Regions from separate parts of the Triticum aestivum genome. Here region 1 is linked to region 2. Evidence: chromatin contacts called from public HiCAR-type data. All regions are on one chromosome and are shown on one strand. The core of a region is the stretch at or near the end of the contact, and the rest is flanking DNA. Distances in the headings are between cores, read along the strand shown.

The links. HiCAR-type assays count read pairs that join an accessible place to other places.
Region 1: a contact with region 2 is called in a HiCAR-type map of leaf, with 9 times the contacts expected there. The contact joins the promoter of LOC123141152 here to the promoter of LOC123141132 in region 2. A contact is called at or near these places in 1 of 5 Hi-C or Micro-C datasets (leaf) and 1 of 1 datasets of contacts at active chromatin or transcription factors (leaf).

What each region holds. Positions count from the first base shown.
Region 1 is chr1B:596,463,765-596,468,567 of IWGSC CS RefSeq v2.1, forward strand. It overlaps LOC123141152 (RING-H2 finger protein ATL67), which reads left to right and starts at 3,241. Exons shown (of 1, transcript XM_044560376.1): 1 at 3,241-4,486. The coding sequence starts at 3,525. The coding sequence ends at 4,136. TRNAD-GUC (transfer RNA aspartic acid (anticodon GUC)) reads left to right here and starts at 2,794; the gene lies at 2,794-2,865.
Region 2 is chr1B:596,113,745-596,118,383 of IWGSC CS RefSeq v2.1, forward strand. It overlaps LOC123141132 (reticulon-like protein B1), which reads right to left and starts at 2,637. Exons shown (of 5, transcript XM_044560360.1): 1 at 2,332-2,637; 2 at 1,711-1,891; 3 at 1,408-1,549; 4 at 1,237-1,306; 5 at 651-1,140. The coding sequence starts at 2,518. The coding sequence ends at 971.

The DNA of each region.
Region 1 (4,803 bases), core at 1,991-4,490, 350 kb after region 2:
AATGGCCATTTCTTCAGCAGGCCTTGCGTATGAAAGGTTTCGACCAGGTCTGGAGGGACCAGGTAGAATCATTCACGCAAAAAGGGAGTGTGGGAATCAGGGTAATTGATGACATATGTCATTATTTCCAGACACACAAGGGTCCGAGACAAGGAGATCCGATGTCTCCGATTCTGTTCAACATAGTCGTTGACATGTTGACAATCCTAATAGGCAGGGCTAAGGATGATGGCCAGGTAGGTGGCCTCGTTCCACATTTAGTGGATGGAGGAGTGTCTATCCTACAATACGCTGATGATACTATCATCTTCATGGAGCATGATTTGGCTAAAGCTAGAAACATGAAGCTGGTGTTGTGCTTGTTCGAACAATTGTCGGGGTTAAAGATTAACTTCCATAAAATTGAATTGTTCTGCTTTGGGAGAGGTAAAAATGAACAACAAGCTTACAAGGAATTGTTCGGGTGCGAATTGGGGTCTTTAGCCTTCACATATTTGGGTATACCAATCCACCATCGCAAGCTTTCCAACAAGGAGTGGAAGTGCATCGGAGATTGATTTGAAAAAAACTGAGTTGCTAGAAGGGCAAGCTTATGTCATACGGAGGACGGTTGATTCTGATCAATTCGGTTCTCACAAGTATGCCTATGTTTCTCTTGTCTTTTTGTTGAAGTACTAGTTGGAGTACGGAAAAGACTAGATTTCCATCGATCGCGCTTCTTCAGGCAGAGTGATGAATTAAAACGAAAGTACAGACTCGCTAAGTGGGATATCATTTGTAGGCCGAAAGATCAAGGGGGTCTTGGTATTGAAAATCTAGAGGTGAAGAACAAATGTCTTCTCAGCAAGTGGATGTATAAGCTATTTGTAGAGACGGATGCCACTTTGGCCCAAATTCTTCGTAATAAGTACCTTCAGTCCAAAAACCTTGTCCCAGGTGACGGTAAGACCGGCCGATTCGCCCTTTTGGAAGGGATTGATGAGAGTGAAATCAGTATTTTTTAACAGGACAAAAATTGTGGTTGGAAATGGTACTTCTACAAGATTCTGGGAGGATACATGGCAAGGGGAGACGCCCCTTGCGATCCAATATCCTTTTCTCTATAATATTGTTCAGCGAAGAGACACTTACGTTGCAACAGTACTACAGTCCAATCCTCTGAATACTCAATTCAGGAGGACGCGAGCGGGAAAACATTGGGAAGCATGGCTCCATCTGGTTAGAAGATTGACGGATGTACACCTCTCTCAACATCCCGATCAATTGTGCTGGAAATTAACTAAGAGTGGTGAGTTTTCGGTTAAATCCATGTATTTGGATATTATCAATACTAGCGTTCTTCCTAGTTCGAAACATGTTTGGAAAGTCAAAGTGCCTTTAAAAATCAAAGTATTCATGTGGTTTGTCCACAAACAAGTTATCCTAACTAAGGACAATTTGGTGAAGCGCAACTGGACTGGATCTAAACGATGTAGTTTTTGTGATAGTGATGAATCGATCAAACACCTCTTTCTTGACTGCCCTTTGGCAAAAAATTTGTGGAGGTCGGTCCACATAGCTTTTAATATTACTTCTCCGAATTCCATCAACACGTTATTTGGGACGTGGCTAGATGGGATCGATGCAGAAACAGCGAGACACATCCATGTAGGAGTTTGTGCTTTATTATGGGCAGTTTGGAACTGCAGAACGACTTGGTCTTTAACAGAATAACAAATATTCATGTCTTGCAGGTTATTTTCAGGGCCACTACACTCATCCGTATGTGGTCTCTACTCACTCCGATGGAGGCCAGGGAGCACTTGGTTACTGAATCTATCCAATGGGAGACCGTAGCACGGGATATCTTCAACCGGTTTGGATGGCGGTCATGTAATAGGATAGGGGTTTAGTTTCCTATCTTTAATTTTGCCGGCCGGTTGCGGCTATCCTTTTATTTGCTTTCGGGCTCTTTATGAGCTTTCTTCTTTTTTCATTCTTGTTTGGGACCTTAAGACTTATGTTGGACCTTTTTGGTTATCAATAACATGGTTGTATGCATTGTTATGATGCAGAGGCCGGGGCGAACCCCCGTTGGACCTTTTTGGCTATCAATAACATGGTTGTATGCATTGTTATGATGCAGAGGCCGGGGCGAACCCTCGTTGGACCTTTTTGGTTATCAATAACATGGTTGTATGCATTGTTATGATGCAGAGGCCGGGGCGAACCCCCTTTTCGAAAATAAAAATTAGTGGGTTGTACTGAAGCGGGACTTTTTTTACTCAAATCCAAACCAATTCTAGTTGAGATAAACAAATCCATTCCTTTGAATTATTAGTACTAAGCACAAAGACAACTGTCCCATTCCTGTGACATAGAACCATGACATTCCATTACATTTTGTTCCGAAACCCGAAAGATTTCCTTTTGGTCAATGCCTAGATAGCTTCCCTTCCACTTTTTTTTTTGCGAAAGAGAATTCGTTCCACCTGTAAACCATATTCTCCACGCATCTGCACTGAACATGCTCCATGCTGTACACATAGTCTGCTCTTTTGTTTTTCCTTGAAAATGGGGGCTGGCCCCGGCCTTTACATCACACAGTCTGCTCTAAAGTGAATTTATCCGTCCTCAGGATTTGCTCACAACTCAGCTCTCTCTCTCCCTCGCTCTTCCGAAATCAGCAAGCTGAACGTCCCATCTGAATTTCCCGTCTTATTCGAACGCTCTACCATTGAGCCCGGCACTGGGTCGCCATTCTCCACGCCCATGTCACATCAATTTTAAAACAAACCAAAACACAAACAACAAGTCGTTGTAGTATAGTGGTAAGTATTCCCGCCTGTCACGCGGGTGACCCGGGTTCGATCCCCGGCAACGGCGCATTTTCTTTTTTTGGTGTCGTGGGCCTGCTACCCTGCTACCGAGAACCCTCTGTTCCGCGTTCCGCTGCTTCGAAGAACACCATCGTCAACTCCTCGAATGCCCCAACCATCTCGTACGTTTTGTTTTTTTGGAACAACGCGATCCCGTACGCACTGTCCCCATCTCGTACCCGGCTCGTAGGCCTGCACACCAGCTACTGTTGTGTGTGTGTGTCCGCCAGTCAACAAGAACAGGATCGTCTAGCCCACCAGCCAGCGCCTCCTCCCGTTTCACACCGCCGGGCCGACGACGGCCCACCATGGCCCGCTGCTCCCCCGGGGACCTCACGCACGCGTTCCTCCCCGCCCTCTCCCCCAATTTCACACCGGCTGGGCAGCGACGGCAGAGCAGAGAGGAGGAGGGGAGCACGGCATCGGCAGGGCAGGGCAGGGCAAGCGCGTCCGTCCGTGCGTCCCGCGCCATAACTCCGCTCCCCTCCTCCCTCATCCCCGGCAATTAATGCCGCCAACTACCACGACATCCACCCCGCAAAACCTAGGCAGCGCACAAATACCCCCACCCCACCCCACCCCACCCCCTCCCCCCGCCCGTCCCCACCTCGCCATGCCATTCCGCCCCACCGTCTCGCCCCCGCCGACCACCGCCGTCTCGCCGCCATGTCCCTCGCCGACGCGCTCGCCGACATCGGCCTCGGCTACGCCATCGCCATCGCGCTCGGCTTCCTCGTGCTCCTCGCCGCGATCCTCCTCGCCTACCACTTCTGCTGCCGCCGCCGCGCCGCGGCCCACCACCACCACCAGGGCGCTCAGCAGCAGCAGCACCACTCCGGCCGCCACGGGGCCGCCTCCTCCTCCGCGTCCAGCTCGGGCCACATCTCCATCACCGTGCCGCGCTTCGTGTTCGTCGCCGAGGACGACTCGCCGGGCTCCTCCTCGCGGGGCGCCACCGGGTCCACCCCCGTCGGCCTCGACCCCGCCGTGATCGCCTCCTACCCCAAGGCGCCCTTCTCCCGGGCCGCCGCCGCCGGCGACCTCGCCTGCTCGATCTGCCTCTGCGAGTACCGCGACGGGGAGATGCAGCGCATCATGCCCGAGTGCCGCCACCGCTTCCACCTCATGTGCCTCGACGCCTGGCTGCGCCGCAGCGCCTCCTGCCCCGTCTGCCGCAACTCACCCATCCCCACCCCCGTCACCACCCCGCTCAACACCCCGCTCTCCGAGATCGTCCCGCTCTCCCAGTACGCCGCCGACCGCCGCCGCCACAGGTGACCTGACAGATTTACTCCATTTCTTAGCACCATCTGCTGCCGCCGCCGCTGCTGCTTGTCAGGAATGGGATTCGACTTGATTACTTAGAGAGATCGTCAGGAGAGGTTTCGCTAATCTGCGGGGTTACTTAGGAGTATCTTCAGATTGTTCAGCTAGAACAGCAGAAGTTTTGCAGTAGATCGATGGACCGAGGCTGGCAGACAAGCTGTGTAAATACATTGTTCCTCCGTTCTAATATAGCTTATATCGACTGATGTTACCTGTTGCCATACAGTACTTGTATGTGGATTGTTAGTTACCAAACCGCTATTCCGGTTATATGATTGGTCAATTTCATGGTACATTACTTCTGTGTTGGTTATCTTAATTATAGCTCCTGTTGTCGTTGTTCGAGGTATGATTGTGCCTAAGCGACAGGCTGATTCCTGGATGATTGATATAGTTCAGAGCATTGATTTCTTCAGTCTCATGAATCAATGTAACGGCCGACATCCTAGATCAAATTGATAGCAATTATTCTCTGAATATGCGTAGTTTGCTTTAAGCCACTGTGTTTTAGTTATATGATTGGTTAATTTTATCGTACGCTACTTCTATATATGTTGGTTACCTTAAATAGAGCTCTTCTTGTCGTTATTCGAGACATTATTGTGTCTAAGTGGGCTTA
Region 2 (4,639 bases), core at 1,387-3,886:
CGATGGCCTCGTCAGGAAAGGATCTGAAGAATATTTATTCAGCGTCGTCATCGTCGCCGGCGAAGCAAAGACGATGAACAACCTAAAAACCTAGACTATGAAAGAGTAAAAATGATCCACACGCGTGGATCCGGCGACCCCCCTCACCACCGACGACCGAGGTCGACGGCGGAGGGGAGCCGCCGGAGAACGGCGTTGAAAATCGGCCTCTGGCGGCAGCTAGGGTTGCAGCCGCCACGTACAAGAGGAAAACAGCCTCGTAACCCACCAACAAAGTTGAAAGTACATTCTTTAAAGAACGGAGGGCGTATCTAATACTAAAACGTGACTTGAACATCCGTATTTAGGCAAATCTAAGAAAGGAGGGAGTAATTTCCAAGATGTTAATGCTGTATTTACTTCTCAATCAAAGGCTCAATACCCAAGAGAGAGCGTTGAAATTCAAGGTGGTTTATACATACACAAGCCACAAGTGATCCGACAAATCTAACTAGACGCTTCAGCACACAAACATGATAGACAATACATTCATCCGAATCAACTGAAGCCTCCAGGATGCATAGGCATATCGACACCAACAAACGATATAAACCCCACGAATTACAGAACACCCAAAAGAGCCACTTCATTGTGTATATGAACCCAAGGAATGACATAACACCAAAAGAGCCACTTCATTCATTATAGCAAGTCTACTAAAGTCGCAAACATCACTGCCATATTACACCAACACGACTTGCAAGTGAGGATGCTACGTTGAACATAGAATTGGAAACAGGATATTGAGCAAAAGCTGGCATGACTTTTAAGTTCGTAGAAGTTGCACGTCATGACTACTGACCGTGCCAGGGTTTTGACCAGATAGTGGTATCTACTATCAGCTACGGACATGGAATCACAACCATCCTTGAAAACCGACGAGTAGTGATCAACTTTGAAAGTAAATCTGCGCAGGGTACTCTCTACCGTTCTAATGCTGCTTCTTATCCTTGGACGGACCCTTGGGAATCTTGGACAGGCACTTCTCATCGAAGATGGCGTAGTACTTCTTCAGCTCGACCATGGCCTTCTCTCCAAAAGCATCGATCTTGTCCTCATACTTCTCGTACAGAACAGGCACGGTGTAAAGCACCATGAAGACTGCAAACAAGAAGGCATGATCAGTGAAACAATGCTACGCAAGCTTATTGCACATATGTAAGTAACAAACAGACTGTAGCAAGAAACCACATTTACCTATGTAGAACAAGGTCAGGAAATTGCAGCAGCTGCCAAGGAAAGAGAGGATCCACAGGCCTGCAACCACCTGAGAACAAAGAGACGACACAATATAAGCGACTGATAACATAAACAGGGTTTAAGCAGTGAAGGCTAAAGGAAACTAAATCACACAACCAATCAACGTACAATCAGGAATTTCTTCAGGTCACGGCCTTGACCAATCGCCCTCAGGCTAGCAAAGCCCCTGTTGATCTCGTATCGCAGCGAGCGGGCAACATTGACAGCCAGGTCCTCGGGGATCTTCACCTCTGGAATGTTGGGAGGGCACCTGAAAACAATTGCAAGCAGTTGTTTACAACCAAAAACTAGAGCAATTGCTAAAACTGTTAGGATCATTGTGATTACACAGCATTGATCCAGGTTAACCAGGCATTGTCATCCTATAACTGATCTGGGTGCAAATAACAAGGGAAATTTAGTGAAGCTCACTTGTTGACGAAGGCAGAGGCGTTGGACCAGAGGAAGAGGATGCCCAGGGTGAGGATGAAGCCGTGGCAGAGGAGGGTGAGGAGATGGTACTCCAGGACCTCAAACAGCAGCCAGATGGCGGTGGCGCCCGCGAGCACCCCACCGGAGATCTTCTTGTTCCTCCACAGGAAGAGGTCGGCAGCTGCAAAAATAACACATAAGCACAGCACATCAGAAGCCCAGACCAACAAGCAATCTATCAACTCCTAGAAAACAAACAGAGCATCTCAGGGTTTAAGCTAGTACTAGGATGCAGCAGAGCAGAGCAGCAGAATCGCACAATCACTTCAATCACAAATAGTACTAATCTGATGTATGCTACCCTATTCACACCCTGCGGACGGGCAATGCCGCGGAACCTGGGCTCGGAAAATCGCAGATCGGGACGCTTCCTACGCACACTAGCAATCAGCGAGACCTATCTCGACGGACACGAAATTTTCCAGAGAGACCAGAGCAACCGCAGGTTTCCTCTTGAGCGCCCGGGCAAGCCCCGCGGGAGCGCGAGACCCCGGTGCGGCCGGATCTACGAAACCACGCGGCGGAAGCGAAGCGCGCGAGCGGGGGGAGGGGGGGACTCACGCTTGCCGCCGCCGAGGACGGAGTGGACGGGCTTCTCGCGGCCGAAGAGGCGGTAGATCTTGGCCTTGACGGACGACGACGACCCCGACTTCCTCTCGTCGTCGTCGGACGACGAGGAGGACGAGGACCCGCCGTGGAACTTCTCCGTGATCTTGTCCATCACCGACTCCTCCTTGTGCTCCGCCATGGATGCTTCGCTCGCTCGCCCGCCGCTCCCCCTCTCTCCCCAACGCGACGCTTCTGTTTGGCAACGCCTTTTCTGCCTGCCTGCCTGCCGTCGCCGCTGGAATCTCAATCCCTCTCTCCTTTCCTTTCCCGTGCTTCGGGGCCGCGTGTTTTGTGCCCCGCGTGACGCGCCCCCCAGCCGTCCATCTCGGCACGGACGGCTCAGGGAAAACGCCCGCGCGGGGCCGCCTCCTGCTCGCGTGGGTCCGGCCCCGGGAGTCGGGGGCGTGGGGCCTACCGGGCAGTGAGTGTGGGGAGACGGGGTGGGTGCACGGGGCGAGTACTTCTCGGCAGCAACGGCCGCGACAGGGATGGTGGAGGAGTCATTCCTGCCGTGGGGCCCACGCAGGTGGGGGCCGGGGTGATGATAATGAATGGGACGGACGGGTGGAGATCGCGAGGAGGGATGGGGAGCCGATGGTGTGTGGGCGACGCGTGGCGGGGCCCTGGCATCCGTCGGCGGGGACGGGGTCGCGGCTCGTGCAGGCTGGAACCTTCTGGATGGACGCCGGCTCGGTTCGGTCCCGTCATTTTTATGGGCCGGAGGGCACAGTTGCCGAAAACGAAAGTCTTTGAAATTTTGTCCGGATAATTCTTTTTGCGAGTTTTTCGGGCGGTTCAGCGTCGTGAGCAGCACGTCAAGATCGTTTGCAAGCATCGTGATCTCGAGCTTTGACATGGCGGAATTAACAGCTGAGCATATATAGATAGCTCTAGAGCCGGAGCCTAGAGGAGTGGAGGTACACATACAAAACGCACTGACATGCACACAAAGACTCTCTAAACAAAAGACTTGCATTTTATTCTCGCCGTGACATTTTGAATTGCTCGGAACTTCCGAACCAATATTTCGTTCGCCAAGCTTTGTTTACATACTTGAATTCAGGGGGACAAAATCTTCAAAGCAAGACCGATGCTAGATGCATTTTGACTAGTTTGAACTTATTGTTTCTATCATTTTACAGTTTCAGTTGTTGGAAAAAGATTTCACTAAATAATTTCACTCATTTTTAAAAGTTGATTCCACTAAACAAAAAAAAACACTCATTTGAAGTAACCGATTCACTCATTTGAAAATACAGATTTTGCTAATTTCGTAAATATTACATTGTTCCACTCTTTCAAAAAATGATATTTACATTTTCCCACTATTTCATAACAGTGTTTTTGACTGTTTCAAAAGAGTCATCTTTATTACTTTGCTCATATAAAAAAGTTTCACTCATTTCAAAAAACTATTTTCACTTTTTGATTTCACTCATTTCAAAGAGGAATATCTCTATCTCTTATCTCTTATATCTTATATCTTATACTACTTAAAAATAATGTAACATTCTCATTTTACCCTTCTTCCCATCACCCCTTCGTCCAACTTTCCATGTATATGATAATCAATCACTTTAATTTACTTACCTTCTGAATCAATTTCACTTTAATTACTTACCAGACTTCTAATCAAAATATAAGGTAATTCACGGGCAGAATTTGATCAGCATTTATTTACACAAATCACATTATTATTGACAGGTAAATCACAAGCTAACGTACTAGAATGTTTATATCCGGTTGCACCGCACGGGCATTGTTCTAGTCATTTACAAAAAGTGGATTTCACTCATTTCAAAAGAATAGATCGTTTATGTATCTCTTTTGGAAGAATCAAATTCACTCTTTCATTCTTTTAGGAAATATGAAAACCGAAAGAGATGACATAAACCTAACATCAAAGTGTGAAACTATTGTTCACTCATTTTCCAAAAAAAGAAGTGATTAGCTCATTTCAAAAGCAGCTCTAAACACCGACGAGGTTTTCCACTTGGCCATAATACTAAGAGATGAGGCTTGTGGAAAATAGGCCTAATACTAAGAGATGAGGCTTGTTTTCTTGTGAGCTGGGGTCCATGGCCCAGGTTAGCCCCCATGAAGCTCTGCCACTGATGAGGCCCATGCACGCCATGGAGTATTTACACACGAGTAGAATGGACCTAGATGGACCGTAAATTCAAAACAAATAGCAAAAAAATAAAAAAAATAAACCAGATTTTTTGTGGCAAACATTGACAAAAGTTTGCAAAATTTTATA